Regions from separate parts of the Mus musculus genome. Here regions 2, 3 and 4 are each linked to region 1. The links are chromatin contacts, called in public HiChIP or PLAC-seq maps. All regions are on one chromosome and are shown on one strand. The core of a region is the stretch at or near the end of the contact, and the rest is flanking DNA. Distances in the headings are between cores, read along the strand shown.

What was found. HiChIP or PLAC-seq counts read pairs in DNA pulled down with a chosen protein or histone mark.
Region 2: an H3K27ac HiChIP or PLAC-seq map of thymic regulatory T cells shows a contact between it and region 1, with 4 times the contacts expected there. The contact joins the enhancer-like site here to the promoter of Zranb1 in region 1. A contact is called at or near these places in 4 of 39 promoter capture datasets (the C10 cell line, embryonic stem cells, hematopoietic stem and progenitor cells and 1 more), 1 of 484 Hi-C or Micro-C datasets (regulatory T cells), 5 of 115 datasets of contacts at active chromatin or transcription factors (bone marrow-derived macrophages, extraembryonic endoderm stem cells, microglia and 2 more) and 2 of 9 other capture datasets (embryonic stem cells and macrophages).
Region 3: a contact with region 1 is called in an H3K4me3 HiChIP or PLAC-seq map of pro-B cells, with 3 times the contacts expected there. The contact joins the enhancer-like site here to the promoter of Zranb1 in region 1. A contact is called at or near these places in 6 of 39 promoter capture datasets (the 3T3-L1 cell line, the C10 cell line, the HPC-7 cell line and 2 more), 1 of 484 Hi-C or Micro-C datasets (bone marrow-derived macrophages), 20 of 115 datasets of contacts at active chromatin or transcription factors (the 230-238 cell line, the SCID.adh cell line, bone marrow-derived macrophages and 12 more) and 1 of 9 other capture datasets (liver).
Region 4: an H3K4me3 HiChIP or PLAC-seq map of the SCID.adh cell line shows a contact between it and region 1, with 15 read pairs. The contact joins the enhancer-like site here to the promoter of Zranb1 in region 1. A contact is called at or near these places in 5 of 39 promoter capture datasets (the HPC-7 cell line, HPC-7-derived erythroid cells, hematopoietic stem and progenitor cells and 1 more), 1 of 484 Hi-C or Micro-C datasets (liver), 17 of 115 datasets of contacts at active chromatin or transcription factors (the 230-238 cell line, the SCID.adh cell line, bone marrow-derived macrophages and 12 more) and 2 of 9 other capture datasets (adipose tissue and pancreatic islet).

Annotation. Positions count from the first base shown.
Region 1 is chr7:132,929,490-132,933,182 of GRCm38.p6, reverse strand. It overlaps Zranb1 (zinc finger, RAN-binding domain containing 1), which reads right to left and starts at 2,007. Exons shown (of 10, transcript NM_207302.3): 1 at 1,638-2,007. 1500002F19Rik (a long non-coding RNA gene) reads left to right here. Exons shown (of 2, transcript XR_003946678.1): 1 at 1-2,175.
Region 2 is chr7:132,549,894-132,553,586 of GRCm38.p6, reverse strand. No RefSeq gene overlaps it. Among named protein-coding and RNA genes, the nearest start is that of Gm35249, 13 kb to the right of the region's middle. Within about 2 kb of position 2,111, at least 239 of the 459 cell types and tissues checked have an H3K27ac peak or open chromatin away from gene starts, as enhancers often do. A contact at or near this core is called in bone marrow-derived macrophages, pro-B cells, regulatory T cells and 1 more, where this site is marked.
Region 3 is chr7:132,629,503-132,633,195 of GRCm38.p6, reverse strand. It overlaps Lhpp (phospholysine phosphohistidine inorganic pyrophosphate phosphatase), which reads right to left. Exons shown (of 7, transcript NM_029609.1): 2 at 2,527-2,714. Among named protein-coding and RNA genes, the nearest start is that of Lhpp, 21 kb to the right of the region's middle. Within about 2 kb of position 1,680, at least 32 of the 459 cell types and tissues checked have an H3K27ac peak or open chromatin away from gene starts, as enhancers often do. A contact at or near this core is called in pro-B cells and stem cell-derived neural progenitor cells, where this site is marked.
Region 4 is chr7:132,670,822-132,674,514 of GRCm38.p6, reverse strand. All of the region lies in intron 6 of Lhpp (phospholysine phosphohistidine inorganic pyrophosphate phosphatase), which reads right to left. Among named protein-coding and RNA genes, the nearest start is that of Lhpp, 62 kb to the right of the region's middle. Within about 2 kb of position 1,889, at least 135 of the 459 cell types and tissues checked have an H3K27ac peak or open chromatin away from gene starts, as enhancers often do. A contact at or near this core is called in the SCID.adh cell line, adipose tissue, bone marrow-derived macrophages and 6 more, where this site is marked.

The sequences.
Region 1 (3,693 bases), core at 758-3,257:
ATTAATGTTCATACTCAGACTTACTTTAATTGTTTGTTTGTTTATGGTTGGGGGGGGGAAGGTTTTCTCAGTGTAACCCTGTCATGGAACTCACTATGTAGACCAGTATGGCCTAGAACTCAAGAGACCCACCTGCCTCTGCTACCTGAGTGCTAGGGTTAAAAGCATTCACCATTCACCACCTTGCCTGGTTTAATCCTCAGACCTTAAAAGTGATATGCCACAATCCGTATTAGTACATAGTTATGGATCAAGGCCATTAGTTTGAAATATATTACCATGAGTTGTAAGTTCTTCATACAACCTCAAGAGTAAATAAATGGATGCCCCAAGGCTCAACGGCACTAACAAAAGGTTGTTAAAACAGCAACCAGAAAAAACCTCCCATGGCGTTCAAATAACATCCTCCCCCCAAAAAAGTAAAACGTCTCATTACTGCCCTACCTTTTAACCTCTCACAACCCCCCCCCAATGAAAAAGTTACAAAAATTTAATGAGACTATTTTAAGAGCCTCCAAATCAAGAGAGTGGCTTCCAAATATACTTTCGAAATACCTCATTTAATTAAAATAATATTTAACAGGATCCAGCTTTACTTTTCCCAAGCATAGTTCAGTGGACTTTCTAATGGCCTCTGTCACAAAGATCCTCGGGTCTCCCCTGTTTTCTCTATATAAGCCAAGTCACCCATTTTTGATCAACAGAGGTACCATGCATGTAGCAAAAGTTGGTAGGGAGTCGACTGAAAGAGACTGCGGGGTACAGGAGCCACTCATTATATAACACTTCCAAGTATTTGTACATCACGTTTATTAACACCATCACAGGTCAACTATACAGAGACCAAACATTGCAAGCAGTGGAAAGAACTTATAAAAATTGACTTAGTGGGTAACCGAAAGGGGAAATCGAGGGGTTGAGATACAAAATTCTAAGCAAGGTGGTTTCAAAACCAGCGTCTCCAAGATAATGGGCGGGTTCAAACTTCTTGCTTAACGTAAACTGCCTCTCCCCGGCGCTAACAGCAAGTATTACAGCTCTTTTGTCTGTGCAATGACCAGCCAAATTAGAGCAGAAAACCAAAACAAAACAAGAAAACCCACAAGGTAGGTGCACAGAGCGATCGTTACCGGGAGCGGAGTTCCAGCTGCCCATGGCCACCAGACATCAACTTTCACCCTGATTTGCTTTAGGCAACCGGAGGCCAACGTATGAGGGGAGAGAAAGTGGACAAGGGACCAAAACACAAGTTTGGGGACCAGCACCAACTTAGAGCGACAAATCCGGGTGTTTATGGCCTACTAAGAGGTGGGAATAAGACCCACACACTCGGACTCGGGAGGGATCCCAGTTGCCGGAATGAGGCGGGCAGAAGGGCAGCGCCAGCCGCTGACGAAGGCGGCCAACTGAGGTCGGTAAACAAGCCGGGCGGCCACTCTCCCTCATCCTCCGGGTTGTCCCCGCGCTGGGAAGCCCAAGATGGACGCGCGGCCGCGGACAACCCCGGGCCTGCGATGCGCTATCCCGCAACGCTGCCGCCCGGAGGCTCGGCAGCCTGCTCCCCGCGACGCCCCGTCAGGCCGCGGTCGACCCGCGAGGGGCCTGCGGCGCGGCGCCCCCAACCCAGGCCCGGTTACCTGGCGGCCGCGGATCCTCCTCCTCCCCGTCTGACGCGCGGCGCCCGGCGGCCGCGGCGGCGGCGGCGACTCCCGCACGGCCAGCGGCGACGAGCCGAGCCCGGCCCCTCTCCGCCTCCCTCGGCGCCGCCGCCCACCCCGCTGCTGCCGCCTCCGCCCTCCCGCCTCAGTCAGGACATGTTCTCCGCGGGCCCGCGCGCGGCTCCCAGCGGCCCGAGGGGCGGAGAGGCTGCGCGGAGGCGGGGGCCGAGGCTCGGGGACAGGGGCGGAGCGGTCTGGGGACAGCCTCGGGCGCAGAGGACTCCGAATGGCGGCGGTCAGGACCCTAGAGCTAAATAAACCCCGCGGCGGCCGCACAACGTCAGGAACTGGACCTCGCTGCTCACCGTCCTGTGATTGGTCCCGAGGCCTCAGGAGGCGCAGCCAATAGGCGACCGCCTCTTTCCCGGCGCAGGAGCGGGCCGCGGCCGTGACGTCAGCAGCGTGCGTCCTGATTGTGAGGCTACGGCGCGCGCGGTCCCGCGACGCGTCCTCCCGGGTGAGTGTCTTCAAGTCTAAGTGCAGGATGCACTTGGGAGGTGGGAGCCTTCTTCCCCTGGCCGCCGGCCGCTCTTTGCTGCAGAGTCGCCAGCGCTTTGAATCAAGCGTGAGTCACGCATCTGTTTGCTAACTGGGAGACCGCTTGGCCGTTCCTTCGGCGGTTTAAAACAGTTTTTAAAATTTCAATAATTTGACCCAGGCTGTCATTCTGGGGCTCAGGCTGGCCTGGAACTCTTAAACGATATTCCTGCCTCAGCCTCCCCAAGAGCGCTGAGATTACAAGCCTTGCTTACTTGGCATTTTATTTTGTTTTCAGACGAGGTTCTCTTGTAGCCCGATTTATTTCTAACCCCTCTAAATAGCTGAGACTGATCCCGAACTCTTAAACCTCCGGAGTGCTGGACTTACGCCACCACTACTCTTAGCTTCACCTAGCCCTACTTCAAACTTTTTCAAAATGTAAACTGCTTTAAAAGTAATGTGTTAAAGGCCGTAGAAATAGTTCACTGGGTAAAGTTGCCAAGCCTGACAGCCTGAGTTCCATCCCCAGTACCTACAGAGTGGAAGAAGACGACTAACTCCCACAGTTGTTCTCTGGGCTACACACAAAATAAATAAATGTAATTTTTAAAAAGATAGTAATATGGGGGGTCTGGAGAAACGGCCAGCGTGTAAGAGCACTTACTTCGGAGAAGCAAAGTTCTGCTCCCAGCAGCCACTTCAGTGGAAGACAGTCACCTGTAACTCCAGCTCCAGGGGGTTCAGTGCCCTCTTGTGGCCTCTACCAACACCCACACTCACTTGCACAAACACATAATTAAAAATAAAAATAATTAATTAGTATCTTGAAGGAACATTAACAGCAATCTGGGAGGGCATTTAGTAATTGTTTGGATACCTCAGATCCAAAAGGATGACCGTGTTACTTGAAGTTTGATGTTTCCCAAACTTGAGTGGGAATTCACTTTGTGAAGCTGTCTTTGGTGTCTTGAGTTATTTGCATAAAATGGTATAAGACAGCTGTACCATGGCCATCAAAAGAACAGTACTTTGTATAACTTCCCCTCACCAACATCTTTCACAACCAGTGGGGTGCTTCCTCTCCATAGCCATTGCTATGGAGTAGAGGCCTTCAGCAACCCCCACCTGGTCTGAGAACTTATCCATAAATTAAGTTTAAATGGAAACAACAACACAAAACAACACGTTCTCAAGGATATAATTAATTCATTTGTAGGTAGGATCCCACGCTATTATATAAAAACAGTAGTTCAGTTGACCCTTTGGAAACACTTTGTTTAAGCACTTCCTCTTCCTGAATCAAAGCTTTACAGCATGCTGCCTCCAAATAAACACCAATCACACGGTAAGATGTCCAAGTTGTAGTTTATTTTAGTCAGAAAAGGGATAGGACTCAGAGGAAGCTTTTAAATTTGATTTAATAAATGTCTTGTAAAAAAAAAATCTGCACCAAGAAATAAACACAAAGATAAGGAAGACCATCTTAGTGGTAAAA
Region 2 (3,693 bases), core at 862-3,361, 380 kb after region 1:
ACCTGGCTCAACCTGTTCCTTTTAAATGTTCATGAAACATCTGGTCTTTATAAGTTGCATCAGGGTGGGTAAGGATAAGACCTTAGGTGGAGGGCAACATAAGGGGAAAAGGGTTTCCCAGAAGAAACCAAGCAAGATTAAGAGAGCAGGTGTATAAAAGAGATCACAAGTGTGTGTGTGTGTGTGTGTGTGTGTGTGTATGTGTGCGTGCACGCACACATGCCTCTGTATGCACATGTGTGTGCACAGTTGCATGCAGGAGTTTCCAGACCATGACAGATAGAGAGCCTGCAATGGAAGTCCATGTAGCTGTGTCATGCTCTTCTGGTGTCTTTCATGAGAGGAGCTCTGAGACTCCTCTCATGGGGATGTGGACACCTTTTTATGGTCTGCTCTTAATGCAGGTAAGGGGTTTTCACCCTCCCTGTGCTTGGGTGGACACCAGCCATGCTTATCCTAAGAAAAGTTATTTTTATTTTATATGTATATGTGCGTATGCCTGAGCGTATGTTTATGCACCACATGCGTGTCGGTACTTCAGGAGGCAAATAGAGGGTGTTGGGTCTTCCTGGAGTAACAGGAGATTGTGAGTTGCCCTCTGTGTGTGCTGGGAACTGAACCCAGGTTTTTTGCAGAGTAGCATGCCCTAAACGCTGTAGTTTTACAGTGTCATTATCTGAACCCTAAGAGCAGAACTTGGGTTAAAGTGGTTCAGCCTAAGCACTGACAGTTTGTCCTAGATGACAGCTTGTCCTAGATGACAGCTCGTCATATAAACTGGCGACATCACACTTGGAAACCTGCTGATCACGGTAGGATCCCCCCAGGCTAGCAGGTGGTAGGTGAGGGGTTACTAATATAACAGCCCCTAATCTGGTTTGCCTTAACTACTAATTTATGGTTCCTGGGTTCTAAGCCTTGTATTTTATAGTAACACAATGGAACTGACTTCAAGATGTGTATGCACACAGTGCATAAACTCCCAAGTTTTTCCTAGAGAACACTGTGGCAGCCCTGTCTGTGTGCCCCAGGTTTGTTCTTTTGGAGTGTACAGGCCCAGACAGAACTTGTGAGCATGAGGGCACACAGCTGTGGTAAGGAGCCTGCCCGGGTGCCTTGATGACTATGAATATCGAGGCCAGCTTCAGTTTTGTTTTGAGCTAGGCTGACCTCAGGCCAGCTCACTCTTGTCTATTCTTTATGAAAGCAGGCGAATTAGGCCCACTTTCCTTCGCTCACGCTGCCCACTGTTTTTTAAAGTGGAGTCGGATGCCCTATGAGTCTGAGCTCTTAGTTAATGGGAACCACGGCCAGCTGGTCCCTACACACCTTATGAACCCACAAAGGAGCCAGACTGAGACCCTGGTAGGTTTCTTGGAGGAACCTGCCAGAAAACACCCACCATCTTCAGTGACATTTCCACTTCCCATCTTGGGTTTTTAGATTCCCTTGATGACTTAGTCTCCTTTGAAGTCAGTTTTCCCGGGGGGAAAAATGGTCCGTTTCTGCGGAGAGGGACCTTCGAGTTCTGTAGAGTAGTTAGGGATGTCTTGAGTCAGACTTAGAGCTAAGCACTGGTAGAGGAGGCCGAAGACGTATTTGGACAGCAGGGGGCACTGCCGGCAAAGCATTGCTCAGGTTTCAGCCGCGACGCGCGTGCGCGCAGGCCAGGGAATCAGCACTGAGACCAGGAGCCAATGGGTGCAGGGGATGGGGTGGTGTTTCAGGGGTGGTGTTAAACTGTTTTCTTCCAGGGCTCGCTGTCCTTTGCTGTTCCTTGGTTGCAAATCTTCTTGGCTGCAGACTTCTGTACTTTCATAAAACTTGGTTGTTAGTGTGCAGACTGAACGCACACTTTGAAAACAGTTGAAAAAAATGCAGAAACAATTCCCTCTGCGGCGCCGTGACTGTTCAGGTCTGGGTTCTCCCTTATGTGCTCTGGGTCCCCGGTCTTTTGACTGGTTAAGGGGTGTGAATCATGTTCACCCACTTGTCGCCCAGTGCACCTTATCGGTGCCCATCCTCTTGCCCCGTTCAGAAGACCTGGTAACCTAGCCCGGGCCACTTCCCTGGGGGCGACTATCACCTGTGCATTCTCTAGGAGGGAATAGAGGGCGCCCTAAGCCTATGGAAAGGGCTTGCAGCGTGGAAAATGAAGGCTAGGGCTAATGGTGTGAGTGGTAGGAAGGTGCTCTTTGGTTGCACTTGGTTTTCTTGCACTTTGTCTCTGCCACCTCACTGTGGCCTCCCTCTGTATGTGGCTCAGTCGACAGCTGTCTATCTACCATTACATGGTGATGACCTAGACAGCCAGGACTGGGAGGCCCTGGGTGTGTGAGCGCTGAAGGAGAAAAGAAATACCTTTTCTCATCCACCCTGTGGTCATGGCTGAGGCCTCTGCAACAAAATGATTAACAAAGAGAAAAGCATACACATTTATCTAATAGAAATTTTATGACGCCTAGGAGCCTTTAAAGGAAATGAAGAATGGAAGAAATGGTAAACCTCTGCATTTGTTTTTTTTTTTTTTTTTTTAAGCTGTGGTTTTATCCTGTGAGAACAAAACAGACTGTGACTGGATAGAAGTATGTGATCTAATGTTGATAAACTGGGGGCCTTATGAGGTCTGCTTGTTCAGAGTCTTTTGTGTCCTTGATGTCAGTGTCAGGGACTTTACTTCTCATTAGGGGACACTCCTCAAGTTCTCATGGACTCCTGCACGTGGAGAAGAGTCCTGGCGGGAGTTCTGAGGAGGGGCTCTTTCCCTTCCTGGCAGGAGCGAGATGGGAGAGGGTTGCTTCTGAGGCAGGAGGAGACTGGTCATCAGCTTTGGACATGCCAGGCAAACTCTGGAGCCTTAATCTCTTCCTTTAAAAAAATGGGGCAGCAGGCTCCTCCAGGGAACGGAGGACACATCGAGGAGCGTGGCTTCAGTTGAACCTGCTGGAGGCCTGGGTTCTAATCCCAGGTGTCCTGCTCGGGGCTGCTGCTCCTGCCCCCTGGTCTCCTTCTGATGAGGGTTGAGTGGCAGAGTATGTTACCTCTCAAAGAGGATCAGATCACATCATTTCTGCAGCAGCCCCCAAAGCCAGTCTGGAGGAGGAGCCAGGCTGTGAAAGGCAGTCAGCTCTGACCAGAGGAGCCGAGGCCTGACCTCCATGGAGCGGGTACTCTGACAGCATCTGTGCTGTGGAATTCAGCTCTTATGTCCCAGGCTTGTGACCCAGGACTCCTGTCTCCAGCCCGAGTGGCCCTGTGTGGTTCTGTGTGTGGCTGTGTGGTGGGGCGGGGACATGGTCCCTTACTCTCACTTGTTTGAGTCCCAGCTCACTTCAAGAGACTGTTCTTTTGGCATAGTGATGGTACTATTCCAGGTGGAGAGAGGTTCTGCCTTCCTCTCTGGAGGAAACTTAGCCTCAGTGGGTATCTAAGAGATGGGGGTAGGTGTAGAAGTTAGGTCCAGTTCTCGTTGCCCTCCCCAGCCCCATGCTCCCGGAAATACAACACAGACTCAAAATATATTTACAAATACCTTGGCCATAAAGCTAGGCTCTTCTCTGACTAGAATTATACTTAAGATAATCCATTTATTTTAATGTACATTCTGCCATGAGTCTGGTTTCATTGTTTAGGTACCATGCATTCATCTTCTCACATCTTTCCGGGCAGATCATCCATGCCTGGTTCTATCCC
Region 3 (3,693 bases), core at 431-2,930, 300 kb after region 1:
GAGGGGATTAACTCAGCAGGGTTGTACACTCCAGAGAAAGGCCTACCTTAAGACAGGCCCCCCCCCCAACAGCTCTAGGGAGGACCCTGTAGACCCTACAAAATCCTGTTTGATAGGAGGGGTTTTCGCTCCTGACCAACTGAATCATACTGGGCCAGTGTGATCTTGAGTGAAGTGTGTGGCTGGAGATGGAGTCCCTAAGGCCAGTCACATGAGGACTGTGTATTTAGATGACCAACCAGCCCTTCTCAGAAGAGTGTAGGCACCAAAGCTCCCTCCAGCATCCCTGTTACCAACCTGCAGTGTCACACTTCACTGCTGAGTCAGTGGAACACATCCAGCATAGGGACAACTGGGATATCACTCCTGGCTTTTCCTGCCCTTTACCCCGAGCAGCTCCTCCCTTCTTGAGCTGAGCTGTGGTCTTTCACTGTACCCAACTTTGATTCCAAGGATTCCAATGTCTCTCTAAGTTTTGGGAGCCCTTCCAGGGAACCAATGAGACCTAAAGTGGTCTTTGGGGTCCCTGGATCAATTATACATTGGTATGCTCTATTGGTATGAAATCCTAAATAGGTACATTTATTTACATTATCACTAATGACTGTCACTAAGGGGGCAGGGCTGGAGACTGACTGAAGGGCGTGCAGGAAGCTTCAGGGTGATAATATTGGAGCTCTCTAGGGGCTGTGGGATTCTAGGGGCATGAAAATTAAGGCCAGCGAAAGAGCAGTAGAGAGCCAAGCCCAGGCCCACACCTTTAATCCCAGCACTCGAGAGGTAGAGGCAGAGGCAAGAGGATCTCTGTGAGTTGGAGGCAAGCCTGGGCTACAGACTAAGTTCCAGGACAGCCAAAGATACACAGAGAAACCTTCTCTTAGAAAAATAAACAAACAAACAAAAAGTGTAAGAGAGCTCTGAGCTTCTCACTGCATGTAAAATCTTACATCAGCAGAAAGCAAACTGACCACATACTGAGCTCTATGAAATGCTGAGGACGGTACCAACATCCACTGGGGAGTGACGCAAAAGTAAAACTAACAGACAGATAGAGGCACGAATGGACACAGAGCTAAGAAAACACTATGGAATATCTTTCTCTATGTCCAGGAGGTGGGAAAAATATTTTAATTGTGCGTGTGCACGTGTGTGCATGCTTGTGGAGGTTAGGACAATATTGGGCGTCTTCCTCAACGGCTCTCCACCTTGTCTGCTGATATATCTTACTGAGCCTGAAGCGTGCTAATTGGGCCAGACTGATAGCCAGCAAGCCCCAGGGATCTTCATGTCTCAATTCTTGGATTATAGGGGTACACCGCTGTGCCCAGCTTTACACACAGCTGTTGAGGATCAAACTCAACTCCTAGTGCCTGTGTAGCAGGTATTTTACTGACTGAGTCATCTCCATACCAGCCCCCAAAGTAAATGTTTTTGAGGTTGGTTATATATTTGAATATTTTCATAGTAAAGTATTAGGAAGAAAACATCAGTAATAAAACCCAGAGAAAATCAAAGCCTAAAACCAGGTGTTTCCTGAAAACACGGGCACGGCAGCAGCACGCGCCCCCAGCTCTGTTATGGCGGCTGGATTCCTTGGTTAGCACCACCTCTGAGCCAATGCTGCATTTGCCCCAATTCCTCTACTCCTCGTACATGCCTAGCAACCCTGGCAGCGCTCCTAACTACAGACAAAGGATGTGAGCAAGATGATTTCTAAAGGCTGAGCGAGCATGACCATGCCAGGGCAATGGTTCCACCCTCCAGCCTTCCAGAGAGCGCTCTCCTCCTCAGATGAGTACCCTGCCCAGAGATTTGTCAAAATGAAACCGGTATTGACGGAGGAAAGGAAAAAAAGAAGGAAGGAAGGAAGGGAGGAAGGAAGGAAGGAAAGAAGGAAGGAAGGAAGACAAAAAAGTGACCTCAAGAAAACCTCTCCCTCTGCTTTGTTCCACAAAAGCTCCCCACTGAGGGCTCAAGGATCTCTGGTCTTGCATTCTGACCAAAATCATCTGGCTTCAGACCTTGCTCCAAAGCCATCTGCAGATTTCACCAAACAGCAGGACCAGCTATCACTGAGGCAGCTCAAGGCTGTGGGTGGCAGTTTCTGGAAAGCTATGAACTGCAAGCTTGATTTGCATACCTTCATATTCACCCCGCGCCCTTCCTTCCTCCTTTCCTCTCTCAATAATCCCTTAGGTGAATCCCTGACCTCTTGCCTAGATCGAAGAACACCACTCAGGCTTTCCTCTAAGGAGCATCCTGAAGCTAGCCTTGAGGCTGGAGGTTAAAGTTGAGGCCTGATCTTACCTCTCCCCCATCCCCCAGCAGGAAGCCTCAAGAATTCTGAAAACTCACAAGTGTCACGGAAGAAGTCAGGCTTGCTGTGCATGTGTTTCTCATGGTTTGGCCCAAGGGGCGTGTGTGTGCATGTGTGCATGTGTGCATGTGTGCATGTGTGCATGTGTGCGTGCATGCAAGCCTTCTCCTCAGGCTTTACCTCAAAAGTCAAGCCCAAGGCAGGCCTACCTTCATGGATAAGCAAGTGTGGCCGCAGGCCTCGCTCCTTCAGGATCTGGCAGGTGGCTGGTGCAGGGGCAGTCACCTCTTCTTCTGAGATGTCAAACCCCAGCTGCTGAAGCACCCCCACCAGCTCTCTCAGGGATTTCTGGGACTCATTGGTACAGAACCTCACTTTCAGCGGGGACTGTTTCAGTCTAGGACAGGAAAACACAAACGAGAATGTGTTCAGCACAGAAGAACATTGCCTCCTGAGGAGAGACCAGAGAGGGACTTTTGCAAGGGCAGCTGGTTAAGAAGCAGTGTGTACCAGACAGACACAGATGTGTTCAGCCTAGGATTTCACAGCTGGAATAGACCACTACTTGACACAGAAAATGCTGGCAGACCACATCTCCAAATGGCTTGTCTATCCTCACATGATGTGAGTCAGATGAGACTTCCCAAGGTCTCCCTACCTCTGCTTGGAACACTTCATCCCAACCCCACTGCAGACATGTCACCTTTCCACCCGGGCCACATTTATCTGGCACTCCAGACCACACACACGTTTCTCATTCCACGGTGCTTGCATTCCCCACGTCTACGAGTTACTAACTCTGGATCCATACTTCTTCAACGGGGCAAGGCAGAGGTACCAAGCTGAGGTTTGACTTCTGGCTAACATCAATAATCAGAGAACCCCACTCTGCACAAACCCAGCATCTAGGCTCCATAAAACTGAGATGCACTGAAAGCCAAGAGCTGTTGAGGGTTGGTCTGACGCTGTGTATGCAAATGCTAAATTCTGAACCCCAAGATCTAGTTGTCCCCAGGCCTGCCCTTGTTGTATAAACCCCAATGTAAAGTTTTTGGTTAAATAAAAGTGATTACAGACAATTACTGCGAAAGAATACAGGTAGGCGTGGCCTCGCTTACCAGGCTGCAGGTTGCAAGGAGAGAAAGAACAGGAGAAAGAAGAAGAAAGAAGATGAAGAGAGTAGGAGGTCTCCACTAGACATGATGAACCAGGAGCTGAGCTGAGAGAAGGCCATTCTGACGACTGAGGGAGTAGAAACAACCTGGGTGAGACACAAACAGCAAGGAACCTAGGGGACACAGCTAGGAAGTAGCCAGTCTAGCATAGAAAAATAGTCTGAGCCGGGCGTGGTGGCGCACACTTTTAATCCCAGCACT
Region 4 (3,693 bases), core at 640-3,139, 260 kb after region 1:
GCGGACAGGAAAGTGGCTTGTGTCTCTGGGAGGCAAGGATAACCCCTACTGAGTATAAGTTCCTTCTGGGACCCAGCCATTCTAAGCAGACTGCTGGCAGAGAGAAGGTGCCAAGAACTAGAGACTATTCAATACCATAGTCATCTCGAGGCTCTGTCCCCTTGGGGTAAGAGGAGAAGGTGCGTCTGGGGGCTAGGGCAGACTGGGAATCTCTGTGCTCAGCCACACCTGTCCCTGGGCCTCTCTCGCTGAGATACCAGAGGGTGGCATGGTAACTGCCCATAACAAACACTGCACAGCTGCCAAGGCTGGAGTTCCAGGCCACCCAGGGACAGGATGGGCCTCCGAGCCTGGTAACCGAGGCCCTCCGAGGACAGCAGAGGTCGCCCTCGCCTTTGTTGCCTTGGTTTTCTTGGCTCCTGAAGGCAGAAAGGTTTCTCTCCTTCACTCTTGTAACCAGATCATGTCGGCTGCAGCTGGAAGTCAGCAGCCTTGGTCCTGGCTCTGTCAGCCATCCTCCTTAGCTGCCGCCTGACCTTCAGCAAGGTCACTGTCCTGAGACAATGAATGGGATGCTTCTACCTGGATGTGCCAGCAAGTTCTCGCCCCACCCCTCCCTTCTTGCTTCCTTGTTACTGTTGGGGTTGCCATGTAGCCCACTGCCTCTTCAGCACTGGGATTAGAGGTGCCCATCATCAAACCTGGCAACCAGACCCCAAAGGACACAAGATCTGAGTGATAGCCTGGATATCTAGATACAGACTTTAAAATAGTGCTGGGAACTAAACCATAACCCTAAATAAAACCTGCAGCAGAGCCTGCAACGCCTTTAATCCCAGCACTTGGGAGGCAGAGGCAGGCAGATTTCTGAGTTCAAGGCCAGCCTGGTCTACAGAGTGAGTTCCAGGACAGCCAGGGATACACAGAGAAACCCAAATAAGTAAGTAGGTAAGTAAGTAAATAAATAAATAAATAAATAAATAAATAAATAAATAAATAAATCTTGCAGCAGAGACACACTGGTGGTTGTATTTGGGAGATTACAGCTTGTGCATAGATGCCTATATTCTTTTTACAAACATTTTCTTTCTTTCTTTCTTTCTTTCTTTCTTTCTTTCTTTCTTCCTTCCTTCCTTTCTTTCTTTCTTTCTCTCTTTAAAAAAAGGGGGGTCATGAATTTGAGAGATTGGGAGGTGAGAAGAGCAGGGGTGGAAGAAGGAAAGGGGAGGAAGAAAATGATGTAATTATATTTTAATTTAAAAAATACCTGAAACTTTTTTTTAATTTATTGGATGATACATATGTCATAGAACCCATGCCAAGGGTGTGTGTGGAGGTCAGAGGACAGATTTTAAAAACAAAAATGCTTCTCTCTTTCTACCATGAAGATCCCAGGAATTTATAATTCAGGTTGGCAGGCTTGGCAGCAAGCCCCTCTAGTAAATGAGCCATCTCACTGGCCCAAGGGTCTTCACTCTTTTATAGACTCCCACTGAAGGATGGCAAGGGAAGATGGCTCTCACTTCTGTAGGCAGATGTAGAACAAGTGGGCAGACAGGCAAAACCCTCCAGTGTAGCCAAAAGGTACTGTAAACCTGAAACTCCCCACCCACACGGTTTCTTGGCATGCTACAAGCCAAGAGAAGGAGAGCGAGGGTGGCAGGGAGGAAGTCTCTTCATAGCCTCAGATGGGTCTCACTGATGCTTATGGAGCACAGTACAGGGCACTAGAGACGTGTGGTGCAGGGCACAAGCCACACCACAGGGTGACGGCACTGCTGTGGAACCAGCACTGTCTTCTATGACAGCTGTGGCTTCACTCAAGTGCTCTCTGGTCTGGTGCCTGATGGGAGTGCAGGCTGGAACAGGGCGTGTCAGGGGAAGTCAGGGCAGAGCCCAGCAGCACAACAGTTGCACCAGTCACGAGTTCTCTCACAGCTTGGCAGGTCAGGCCTTCCAGCCCAGAGCAGCTGCCAAATGGCTTCCCAGGCCACATGAGATCGACCAGGTGGCTTCCTTTTTCAATATCCAACCTTTTCCTTAATAAACAATAATGTAACTCTACCAAACTTTGGAATTTAGAAACAGGAAGAAAACTCTCTCCGATTCCACAGCTGGGCATACCTCCCAGCCCAGAATCACTCCATACCCTGCCACCTCCCACTGGGGAAGCAGGGCGTGTGTCCAGCATTCACCCCTAGCAGATACTCCACAAATGCCTGCATGAAGGATGCTGACACCCATGTACAGACAGACAGACAGACAGACAGACAGACAGCTGGCTGACTCCAAGCCCCTACCTCTGCAACTCTGAAACTCCCTCCCCATGTAACATGTGTTCAAGGCCCATTGTTAGCATCTACGTTGGGTCACTGAAGCCATCTCCTTAGTATGCTACATGCAAGGGTTATTTTCTTTCTTGATACACTGTCAGTAAACTTCCCAAGGTATGTGTAGATTCACCCAGAGTTGTAAGAAATCTAAGTTACTCAATTCGCCCTAACAGCAGCATCTCGCTGTCAAAGCCAGCGTGCTGACCTCACTGGGGTGGAAGCACCTCCATGATCACCAGGATTCTTCACAGGGCGTCTTTGTTTATGTAGCTGGTTTTCTTTTCTGAGATTTATTTTTATTTATTTTATGTGTATGAGGACACAGCCGCTGTCTTCAGACAGGCCAGAAGAGGCCATCTGATCCCATTAGAGATGGTTGTGAGTCACCATGTAGTTGCTGGGAATTGAATTCAGGACCAAAGAGCAGTCAGTGCTCTTAACCACTGAGCCATCTCTCCAGCCTCTATGTAGTTGATTTTTTTTTTTTTTGAGTCATGTTTTTTATTTGTTCCTTTCTTGCATTTGACATTCTCTTTGATGACATCTTAGACTGAGAGTCGCTGCCACAGTGCTTTACCACGACACAACTGCAACCAACTGCTTTACAAGATGTCCCCTTTGGCTCCGATTCACAGAGGTCCATCTCTTTAGTTTCTTGTTATCAGCCTTAACTAGGTTGACCTGGTGCTCGGCACAAAGGGTCTCAGTAACGTGTACTCTAAGGTTCATCATGACTGGATGCAGGCATGCAAAGACGGGCTTCATGTTGGCCTAAGGGTCTGGAAGCTTCTCATATTTATGTGCTAGGTTGTCATGGATGAGACTGACACATGGTACCCACTGTGAAATCCAGAGCTGGCACTGCATATCCTAAACAGGTGCCCTTGAGGACAGTGCAGGGGACAACGATTGCTAGTGCTCTAAGAAGCAGCCTTTCAGGTTCATGGGCCACTGCAGAGCTGCTGAGAGCGTCCTCCAGGATCCAATCATAGGCTGCATGAAATAGTTCCAGCCTAGTACCCTTCTCTTAGGCCTCCTCCCTACTGGCCTCACTGCTGACTTGGTGGGTGGCCATTCTATCAATACCGCTTGGGTTATGGCCTGGCTGGAAGGGTGTGGGCCCTAGGGAAGCTAGCCAGGTCCCTGGATTGAAGCCTGGAACCCACAGTGAAGGGACTAGAGGACACGGTGCAGCTGGAGTCAGCGAGCACACATCCTAGCAGGTGCACCCAGATCCCACTTGGCTACCTTCAGCATCAGGTCAGTCTTTCCCAAGGGTCAGAGGGCAACAGAGGCCCAATACTGCCAAAGTCCAGGAGAGCTGGTGAGCATGCCAGAGTCCAGGCTCCACTTCAGATGG